2 separate regions of the Bicyclus anynana genome follow, and region 2 is linked to region 1. A link is a contact called in public Hi-C data. All regions are on one chromosome and are shown on one strand. The core of a region is the stretch at or near the end of the contact, and the rest is flanking DNA. Distances in the headings are between cores, read along the strand shown. Region 1 overlaps LOC112052885 (ecdysone-inducible protein E75). Region 2 overlaps LOC112052885 (ecdysone-inducible protein E75).

Region 1 (5,816 bases), core at 939-3,438:
GGCAAAGCTTATGCGAAGTGTCACTTGCGGCGGCACTCGGCCGACAATACGACATGCACGGTCGTTCACCTTGCACCCCGATACTGTACAAGTGTACAGTTGTACAGTCCCTTGCCTTGTCTAGGTATGATTCAATTAATATTAATAAATAATAAACCTTAATATACTATAAATTCCGAGCGCTGAACGATGAATGCTGGTCTACTTATAATACTCATGATAGTTTTTATTACAACGTTACAGAAGTATTATAAAGTTAATATTAAAATGTATATAATTTCAAAAAAAATAAATCATAATTGCAAATACAAATAATAGAAAAATTTGGTCTGGTCTGTAATTAAACAGTCAGGACAACATTTTCAATCTTTATCATTATTTATCAGAATAGCCCGAAACGTAACTAAAAATATAACATTTTGATAAAAACACTGCTGACTGCCTATTTCGAACAGAATTTAAACTATATGCAGTTTCGGATCACGATAGCCTGGGTTCTTGGGGTCTAGGTAAGACAAGCTGACAAATATGTACTTAGTTTTTCCCACCTGCAAGAAATTCTTAGTAACAGCTTCGAGTTGGTAGTTGGCAGTGTTACACCTCTGTGTCTTAGGCGCCTTGAAGAGCACTTGGTCATTATATTAACCTAATAGTGATCATTATAGAATATTGTATAAATGTTTTACATTATCACGCTAATCAGCATTTGAACAGAGTTGCCTTAGATCGGAAATTTCGATCTAATCGGGACGTCTTTGTTTGACGTAGGTTTACTTTGTGGAAAAAATCAAATTACTTACGTATTCGTTAGGTAAGTAATTTGGTTCCAATTCCACAAAGTAACGTAACTTGATATAATAGATTCTTAGAATAATATATTAACTTTTTAAACGTTTTAAATCGGTTTTAGAAACTTTGCTTTGTCACAAAAATGCTCATCAATTCAGGACGTGTCGTCAGATCCTATCGCCAGGCCCGCAGGATTGTTCTAGACTAGACCTGTACAGTTACCTAACGGCATTAACCGTTTCCGCGTTCACGCATTCGCTCTGCATTATTATTACTTAGCACATCATTTGACAACATTTTTATATTAAAAAAAATAACTCTTTAGGGCATTTAAAACATTCGCCATCAAAATAAATGAAAATAATATTCGTTATTGAGACCTAATCGATGTATTTTGAATATGGAAATTGAACAGGAATGCGTGCGAGGACCGCAGACGTTTGTAGTGGCGACTGTGGGACGCGGGAATTATTTTCCGCGCCACAGTTAGCCGATATAGGGGAGTCGCGCACGCATCGGGCGGGCAACGACCGCGGGAACTTGTAACTACATCCATGCACTCATCGGCGAAACGGCCTAACTGACACCCAGTCGGTGTATACAGAGGCAAAACAACGTAACTTCATTTACAACGATTACGCTCATACGACGTTGTCGACGACACTACTGTTACCCAGCGCTTTGAACCCACAGCGTACTTCGCGATATCGATAACCCGTCATCACTATTAAAACTTAATGGGGACAATCTGATCTAGTAAGCATTAAACTATAGCATTTACAAGAAGTAAATATGACTAATGTAGGAAAAGAATACTAAAACGTTACCATTTAAAAAGTGAACGAGTTTTTTGTTTTGCTATTTCTCTACAGTCTAAATTGTAGTTTGTTTTAAAGTGTATGAATAAAAATTATTGTAATTGAAATCAATAAATAGCAAGTAAGTCATCAATTTAGTTAATTGATTAAGTTCTAATTTGGGCTGGGATCAATTTGTTACTTAGATTTATGGGCCGACAGTTGAATTAACGGCATTGAGTTTAATGAACTAGGTTAGTATGGTTACATCTTATTTTTGTTACAGTATTGTCATTCAATTCGTCATCTACTAACCGCGAGCAACCAAGAGCTATATGACAAAAGTTACAGAACAACAATTTCCCTGTCTATCGGAGCCGGGTCAGGCGCCCTTAAGCGGAAGGCGAAAGACACGTTCAGAGAAAGGTTTGTGGAATTTCTCCGCATTACGACATCGCGCGTCGCGGCGCACTGAAATTAGCGAACGGGACGATGGAAATGGAAAATCGCGAGGTGCAGCGGCGGGGTGGGGCGGCGGGGCGCGCGTGCACTGGCCTATATGCAGTGCGACGACACCCGGCCGGGAGCGATGCACTCCGAGTACATACATAGTCGCGTACTAGACGCACACTCAGTCACACACCTATTTTTTTTCCTCCGCAGTTGTGTAGGGCGACGTGGAGTCTCGCTTTACAATTTCTTGAAAGGAGCCCTCGTCGTGAAGGAGATTGAAACCGTCCTGTGTAATGCGCCTTCTCTTATGCTTAGGAAAATTTACACTCGAGATACAGTCGTGTTGTCATTATGATATAGGACGATAACACTTTCACGCAGGAATTTACGTTGCGTTGCCTCCATTGACGAGCTAGCGAGTGATATCAACGATTTACTCTGTACCTATAAACTCTAAAGCTTACGGAAATAAATCTAAAGCTTTTCAGTTACCTTAGTATTTATATTAAATGTTTACCTAAACAGAAACAAAAGGGCTGAACAGAAAAAGCTCTAACTCACTCTGGGCTAACAGTTTTTACTGAAAATTTCTAAGAAGAGAGAAAAGCTCAATATTTCGCAGCTCGACTCAGGACTCGAACCCATGAACATCGTGATCCGAATCCATATAAAATGGGCCTACAAGTGAATACATCGTAAAGGATAATTTTCTCAATAAAACCTCAACATTATAAATACCAGTAACATAATAAAACAAGAATACATTAAGTTAAAATTACAGTTTTGACTGTATTAAAGGTTTGTAAGAATTACGAGTAGGTAGAATTACAACGTGAAAGGTGAATGGTCGTTTCGCTTAATAAACAATATCAACAAAGATTTGCATATTATTAACACAGATTAATAAATCTTTTGGTTATACCTATTCCTTACAAATGAGTACCTTAAGTTTAAATACCAATTTAATGATAATTTCATTACTTTACAACATGATTTAATGTTTTTTTGAACATCTTTACTTTGGATCAAATATTAAATTTAAATATAAAATCATTACCCAAGTGAGTGAAAATTCCCACGTGGAATGGTGACAAGAATGCTGGTTTTGCTGGAGCGTTAGGTTTTTAAATTTAGTAACCGATTTGTGTTAATTTTTTAAATGTTTGAATACTTAATAATATGCTTGAGAACACTTGAAAAGTTGTCGAAGGCAAAGCAAGCAGTGCCAATTCATAGAAGTAGAAATACATTGCCTTTACTGAAAATTTTCCATTTTGTACAATTTATACTTGCAATGCTTACCGTAGTTAAAAACCTTGTACACGCCAAAGCAAAGCAAAAAAAGTGTGAAAAAAAGCAGTGAAAAAAAAATCTGTACTAATATTATAAAGAGGTAAAAGTTGTGTGTAGGGTGATTTCTGGATCAACTAATTTTGATAATTCTTATACAAATAGAAAGCCACATAGTCTGTGAGTGTCAGGCTATTTTATTCCCGTATTATGTGTGGGAACAGGAAGTACACGGGTGAAACCACAAGGCGTCAGCTAGTATTAAATACGAGTATGTAGGCTCGCTACACGTCGAGAGGATATGCAGGAAAGTGGAACGGATGTGCACGATGCAATATGCATGCGAGCGATGGAGCGCGGTGACCGTGCTGAGCTGCAGCGGCTGAGGTAACAGGTTCCGGTCTGAATGCGGCGAACAGTTGCCACGCGACCATTGAGCTTTTTTTTTATTATTCTCTTTTAAAGAGCTTAGTCACTGAAGTTACTATGTAGCTCTCGAAATGCTACTTAAGGTAAAAACATTCATGAACTAAAACTATCTTAAGACTAATTAATATTACCTACGTTTATCTAAATAATCTTTTACTATTTTTTACAATAATTCCATTGTTGCCACGCGACCGTTGAGCTTTTTATTCGCCATTAAACTTAGTGATTCATGAGAAAATTCTCGAAGTTTTAATATGAAATTGATTTTAGAATTTAAACTATCGTGACCGGTATTCATATTAATAGGATAGCCTAGTGGATATGACCACTTCGTCCGATTCCGGAGGGTGTGGGTTCGAATCCTGCATACCAGAGAATTTCCTTAATTCTCTGCGTGTGTGAAGTCTGCTAATTCACATTGGGAAAGGGTAAGGCCAATAGTCCACCTATTAGTCTTACCCCTCTCATTTTGGAAAGAGACTCGAGCTCAGCAGTGAGCCGAATATGGGTTGATAATGATGATGATGATGGGTTTTTTTAAACCCGGTTGATTTCCTGCGGTTTCACCTACGGAGTCCCCGTTCCCGTGAAAATACGGGATAAAATTTAGCCTATGGCACTGACTATTAATGTGGCTTCTATTGGTAAAAGAGTTTTCAAAATCAGTTCAATAGATCCAGAGATTACCCCCTACAATTCAACTTACCTCTCTAAAATATTACGGGTATGTATATTTAAGCTTTTGGAATCACTACATTTGTACTGTTGTATGTTTACAATATCAACAATAGGTACTAAACAAATCTAGTAGATAATCATTTTCTACTTAGTAATCAAAATGTAACTTATTGTTGATTTTGTAAATTAAATTTTTGAATCACGTGCGATAGTACTACTCTAATGTAATGTTTACAAACAAAATTTAAAAAAACACTAATGGATAAGACCGGCATTTGGGTCATCTTGTAATTCTAGTTGAATAATATAGGCACCTAATGACTAATAAAGCCTCAACATCGTATGACGGATACAACGGCGGGCAATTACAATAATAATTAAAAAAGGTCAAAGTTCATTGACCTCGATCGAAATGAGCTAATAATATCTATGAGGTTATATTAAACAATCTTACCTGCTATTCTACCAGGTGGCAACATATTGTCGTTAAGTTCCATGTTGTAGGACGAATGGTTTTTAGGTTATGACAGGCGCGCGGCACGCAACCTACCGGCAGTTTGGCGCGAAAGAGCCAGGCGCCAACGCGTGGGCGAACACGCATGCGCCGTGACGTCAGAACAACCCCCTTCCTACTGGCGTTAATTTATAATTGGCCCCATCTTGGTATTACACCCCTTTTAAAAATATTAGGTCTATGATAATTCTATTACGTATTTTTCTCATACTATTTTTCAGGTAATTACTAATTATAATTAGTGTTGTTTGGTAGCTAATTGGGTTTTAAATAATAATTATTTTTATTTTCGTTGGTATGTACAGCACAATTCCTTTTATGAACATTTATTATTTTTTTTCATTTATTTTTCCGAATGATATGAAATGTCAACTACCTATATTATATAAATATTAAAAACATTTAATACTGTGAAAAATAATAAAATTAATTAGTAAAAAAAATCTAATTTCATTAAAAATTTCGCAAAAAGCGATAAGGCCAGGCGCCTTTCCATATTTTATTTCTATTTTTACTTATTGTTTTATTTTAATATTTGTTCCCTTGTTTTGTAATTAAATAAAAATAATAACCGGTCAAAAGAACCACAAAAAATGACACGCATTTATAAGCAAATGTAATCAAAGTTTGTAAATAAAATTCCTTTCAACAAACGTAGTCAGGCAAACGAGATGAAAGATAATGTAGATGTAGCTGCGAGGTACTATTAGCGGAGGCGTAGTACGGGGAAGGGGTCGGCGCAGTTCACGGCCACGACCCCCCACACCACCCACCCCCCAACCTCCAGCGCCACTCCATCGCTCTGAGTTTACCAGCTAGCTATTTTTAGTTTACAGCTAAATGGAAAATGAAATAAATCTCTACAT
Region 2 (5,816 bases), core at 1,033-3,532, 47 kb before region 1:
CTATAATCGTAATTTACAAATAGGAGGGTGGGGTAAGGGGTGAAAAATAGTTTAAGACCTAACCTACCGAATTTAAACAAAGAATATGTAAAAATCGGTCAAGTCGTTTCAGAGTTTTGTTACAAACCCGAGATTTTCCTTTATTTAATAGTAAACAAAGAAGATTATCTGTATTTTAACTGTGTAATTAAATAATAATATAAATTTGGTCAAAAACAAAAAAAAATAACTGGTTTAGACCATACCACACCATTCTACGATTAGGTATGAAGGTATCAGATTATGAATTTCATAAATAGGAATATTTAGAAACTTTGTAGGTATAATATTTGTATAATCAGCCAATAAAACGTTATGACTTTTAACTACCCGTATACTTTCAAGTAAACTCAATTTACTTAAAAGTGTTTTTTTTTTCATTACAAAGTAGATAGATGAAGTCATTTTTGAAAAAAAATGTTTGATTAAAAAATATTTGTTCTATTAAATATCTTACATAATAATAAAATAATATTGAGAAAAATATAAACATAAAATAAAAATAAACCAAATCAACAAAAGTGACGTGCATGTAGGCGCTGCCTTACACTTCGAGCGCCATCTATTTTCGAGTAGCAGAACCAGTTACTTCTAAACAAACCTCTGTCTAATCAAGGTACATTTTAAATACCATAACATTTTATTGGTAAAGAATTCGTATATTTAAATTTTCTAAAGTATTAAGCATATCTATTTAGTGTTTAAAATTAGCAAAAAATATTACTATTTCATAAAGGTCCAATTATTGTAGGCATTGAATATAAAAAAAATCGAGTAAATTAACTGATCGAACTAAGTTTTTATAATTAAAGAAATTAGTTTATTGATTTAATAACATTTGAAGTACTGCTCTACAAATTATTTTATTCTTCATAATATTTAGTTACTGCATTCGTGGATGATACATTACAATATTTTAAAGTTAAGTTTATTTTTATTTTTAAAATACATATCATCATGCATTTTAACAATAGTAAAGTTCGATTACGTATTGACATGTCTTCGCCGAGGGCAATGAATCGCATTACGAAAGTGAAAACAGAAATTTCACTTTCGTGCTTACGAAATGCACCTTTCTCCGCTTTCACCGCGCGCGATTGTGTTCGAAGCGGCAAGCGCGAGCGAGGCCGGTGTCGCAACGAGCGGAGCGGAGCGGGCAGCGGGCGCCGGCCGTCGACCCGCTTAGCGTGCGCTCACCCGCGCTTGCATAACCGACCTCCCACACTGCGCTCACTGCTCACTGCGAGCGGCGCCGAGCGAGCGAGCGCTCCGCGAAATAGATCTGCCGCGACTCGCGAGCGACACTATATAGTGCGGCGGCGCTCGTGTCAGCGCGACTTGTGCGATTGGAATACGTTCCTATGATAATGCCGGGATTCTATTCAAATATGAATTTACTCTGACATATATATTAAGTAACATATTTATCAAAATTATATTAATGTACCATAAAATAAGGTCACAAAATAATGGAACAAATAATAGTATATTAATTCAGACTCAATTAAATCAACTGGATTTTTATGTCACAAGCATTTATGAGTATTATATTTTAAGAATTTACTGTAATAAACATTGTGTATAAAATTATTATTTAATGCAAAATACATAACATTCTATTATTTGTTCCATTATGAAAAGTAAATATTCGGTAAACTCACCATCTCTGCTCATTCCGACGGCGATACATTTCTTCAATCGGCAATACTGGCACCGATTTCTGTTAATTCTCAAGATGGAGCACTGCTGGTTTTTGGTGCAGGGCCTGTACTGGATCTTCTGTTGTATGGAGCGGCGAAAGAAGCCCTGGGGATCACATCTACAGTTAGAGTCGCGCTCGGGGTCGGAGCTCTCGTCGCTGGAGCAGCCCGAGTCGCTGGACTCGCGGCGCGCCTCCAGCATGCTCACCAGCACCGCGTGCCGCTCGCGCAGCTCCGCGCACGCCATGCCCGCTACCATTCACTCACGCCACTCACTAGCTGCACAAGCTCACTCGACCGACTCGATGCGCGCACCGACACGGATGGAGGCCGACGGCGGACTGTGCGGGCGCTGCGGCGCTCGGCGCGAGCTACCCGCGCCCGTGCGACCTACTTGCCGGCCGCCGACCCAACCGAGAAAGTGAGAGTGCCCCGGCCCCCGCGCGCCGCCGCCCCGCGCGCTGCTAACGGTCCACGCCGCTCTAGAATGCGCCGCTGCCGCTGCACCGGTGCGCCGGATATAGGCCGGGCGCATCCCGGCGGCGTCGCGGCGCGAGGCCGTTCACCCCGGGTCGTCGGCCGCTCGGTTGCACAACAGCCCTACTCCCTTCCCTCCGCCCCGTGCGCGCCGCTCGCCCCGGGAGCTAGGACACGGGCAGCTCGGAGCGACGACCGCCCGGTGACGTCGGCCGCGTCACGGCCTACCTCAATGCGCGCGCGCTTCCCGCTAGGGGTGCATTGCTCTACTTTATTTGTTTGATATTAGAGCGTGCACCGTCGAACTAATAGATTCATTTATCCTTTCAAAGTAACTTATAAGAAAAACGCATCGCCGGATTTAAAATCATCTGTCAATCAACAGTAGATATCTATTATTGAGAATACTTGTTTTAGTTCCCAGTCAAATTTTGGGGTTCATATTTACGAACCTACCTAGCTGACAAGTGGTTTACGAGGTCATACGGAGTAGCGATACGAATCATCAGTACAGGCAGCGCGGAGGCTGGTGCGGTGTAGCGAGCCGCCACTCGGCCGCTGGCCCAATTTCGCGCCGCCATCGATCCATTGTGCGCTGTGCGAGTGGCCCATAATTGGTCGCAACGCGGGCACTGACCGGCCGCGCGGCCGTTGACCCCACAGCGCCACGAAAACAAAACCTTTTCTGAACACCCGTCGACTGCAGCTCGCGTATAGGCACGACTGCGAGATCCACATACGTAACGCATCGTATATTTTATCATATTATTAATATATAAACATCATTATGTACAGCGCCTATTACTACTTATTGTTACCGAACATTATTACAGTAACGATTTGTGCGATTTAGGTGACTTTTGAGCGTTCGACTTTGAGGACGTTGTGCTAGAAATGTATTTATTATGTTAGAATATTCATCTCGATATGTCAATGACCGCGGAACAATTAACACGGTGACATCGTTTTAAACGACTAGTTGCTTACTACATGTTTTGTACAAATAAAATGGCTCATTTAATAAACAACACGTTTTTAACATGATATTCTAAATATGCCTACGCGACTAGAAATAAGAAGTACTTTTATTTACTTACTAATATTTATTTATTTCTGTACAATGATAATTTTTTAGGATCAAATATTTAGTGAGAAGTATGTAGAAGGGAAATAGCAAATATAAGAGGCAATAGTGATGGTCGCTGTAGTCGATTGTAGGTCAACCTCGGCCTCGATCTAGAATTTTCGATTGCTAAGTTGCTAACGCGGGAAATGCTGCCCAAACTTTTTATTACAGAATGTTACATTGACTTTATTTTTTACCTTATACTGAAATGATAAAGATATTTCTTTTTAAGTTTGAAGCTTGTCGTCAAATGGGGTGCTAAGTTGTAGGTAGGGTGCTAGTAATTTTTTAGTTAAAGTTTTCAATTATTATTTTTAAATTCGTCACTAAAATAATAAGTTTTATAAATCAATGTTTTAACTAAATATTATAATAGATATTTTTTTAAGCTATCACAAAAACGGTATTTAACTACTAAGGTTTATTTACTAGTATTTTTAGTAATTTTTCAAGTATGATTGCAACCTACAATTAACACCGACTTTGTATATCAAAGTGAATCTTTTTTTTATTTCTATTGCAAATTGCTTGAGAGTACTTAATGGCATTAAATTAAATCTGTTCTAGTCTATTCTGTTTACCGATGAGATAAAGTGCGAGACGAACTCGCGGTTGTCACAGCGTTGAGACTAAACGGCTAACGGTGCCGCGGACAATGACTGCCGCAGCCGAAAGCTTCGCTGACGCATGGGCTTTCCGAGGAAGCGACCGATGACCGGCCGCGACTAACAGTCCACTACGCGGTACGTGCCCGCCTGTCCAGATGTTTACCTACAAGATAACACTATGAATCACGCCTATCACTCTTGTGACTCATTTCCTGTTCGCATAACGCACATCTATATTAGTCTGTGTAGCCATTGCCAAAAAATAACCAATTGTTTTTTCATCAAGACATACTGTGTAGTGCCAAGATTATTAATTGTTATACTTAGTATGATTAAAAAAAAACATTATTTATTTATTTCAATTATACTTAGTTTACAAGCACTTTTGAAACGTCAAGTCATGATTTAATTAATGGTAAAATTATTTAAAAATGTAAAGTCGAAAACTTAAAATTAAAGTTACGAGGGTTCCAAGCCCAGAACAAACTAAACTAACGTTTATACATATATTGGTTGAGTTTACTACCATTTTACAAACTGAGAACTAGAACTATGTACACTTTGAACTTTTTAAATGAAATGCCAGTATGAAACTTTAAAACTTTATATTACCACTAAAAAAGAAAGATAGAAGTTTCGAGTATAATTTAAACTAGGTACCTACTTCAGTTCTTAACTAAATATATTTTTTAAGTATAATTAATTAGTTAGAATTGTTATTGTTTTTGGTTGTACATGCTGGACTGGACTCATTTTATATATTATTTATTTTAACAAATCACGTAGCGGCTCTACTCTTTAAAACAGGTTTCTTTGAAGCAGGCTCTATTAAAATTGGCATTTTAGCTCGTATTAAACTATGCCGATAACCGTATTAGCTATCTACCTGGGGGAACGTTTAACAGAATGATATAGAATACATATCCCATGCTTTCCGAGTTTTCATATGAACCCTGAATATTAATAAAATTGTAATTCTAAACAATTAGTGAAAATAAATTATATCTCATTTAATAACTTCCTACAAAAGAACAAAAGAACAAAAGGCAAACCCCCTAAACTATTATGTGTCCAATTGAATACTGTTTCAAGTTGCTTCCAATTTCCTACTAAAAACAATAAAAGTCTTTGTTTATAATAAACAATTTCGGGGAGCAGTTTAATATTAAAGTTTCAAAGCCGTACACAAATTTATCTGTAACAAGAAAACACACCGTGGGATGTTCTTATTAAAAAATGAACGCGGCGAGATCAACGAACTTTTAAGCTGACAGTTCAAAAATAATGTGGGTTACGTTCACGTCGCGTACATACATTCGTTGACCGTAAAAGTTCTTACGGCAAGGAGAGGCTGGAGCGCGGGGTCAACGACCGCCCGCCCTGCACTGCGGATCGGTGCCGAAAAAATAACCGACCCACTGCGAGAAGTATGTCGGTCAGCGTGCGAACAAAGAACGCGCGATGATTTACGCGGATCACGCTTTTTGTTATAATAAATATTGAAACAATGCACGGATTTACTCGTGTCTAGAGTCTAGTCTTTATCGTGATAAATTGATATTAGTAAAACCCCGCCTTGGGTTTAATGTATAAAATGTAATATCTCTTAGATTGTGCATTTTTAGAATACATTTGTAAAACAAATAATCGACTAGTATTGTTTAGTTACCCACGCATAATTACTAGCCTTACTGGAAGCTGATAATCTTTTAAAAGATTTTAAATTTGTATTGTAGATTAATAAATAGAATGATTTAAGTTTTATTTACTTACCTACATAATTTCAATAATGCATGCTTTATTAGCTGTGCCTAGTAATTAATATTAATCACCCTGTAAACAAAGGGTTATCATTTTTATGCCATT

The links. A called contact is a pair of places that touch in the nucleus more often than the background predicts.
Region 2: a contact with region 1 is called in a Hi-C map of whole larva, with 3 times the contacts expected there. The contact joins two enhancer-like sites. A contact is called at or near these places in 2 of 2 Hi-C or Micro-C datasets (whole body and whole larva).

Annotation. Positions count from the first base shown.
Region 1 is chr5:10,398,378-10,404,193 of ilBicAnyn1.1, reverse strand. The region is part of intron 1 of LOC112052885 (ecdysone-inducible protein E75); the gene reads right to left. Among protein-coding and RNA genes, the nearest start is that of LOC112052885, 78 kb to the right of the region's middle. Within about 2 kb of position 2,188, at least 7 of the 8 cell types and tissues checked have open chromatin away from gene starts, as enhancers often do.
Region 2 is chr5:10,445,642-10,451,457 of ilBicAnyn1.1, reverse strand. It overlaps LOC112052885 (ecdysone-inducible protein E75), which reads right to left. Exons shown (of 5, transcript XM_024092127.2): 3 at 1,701-1,845. Among protein-coding and RNA genes, the nearest start is that of LOC128198086, 85 kb to the left of the region's middle. Within about 2 kb of position 2,282, at least 8 of the 8 cell types and tissues checked have open chromatin away from gene starts, as enhancers often do.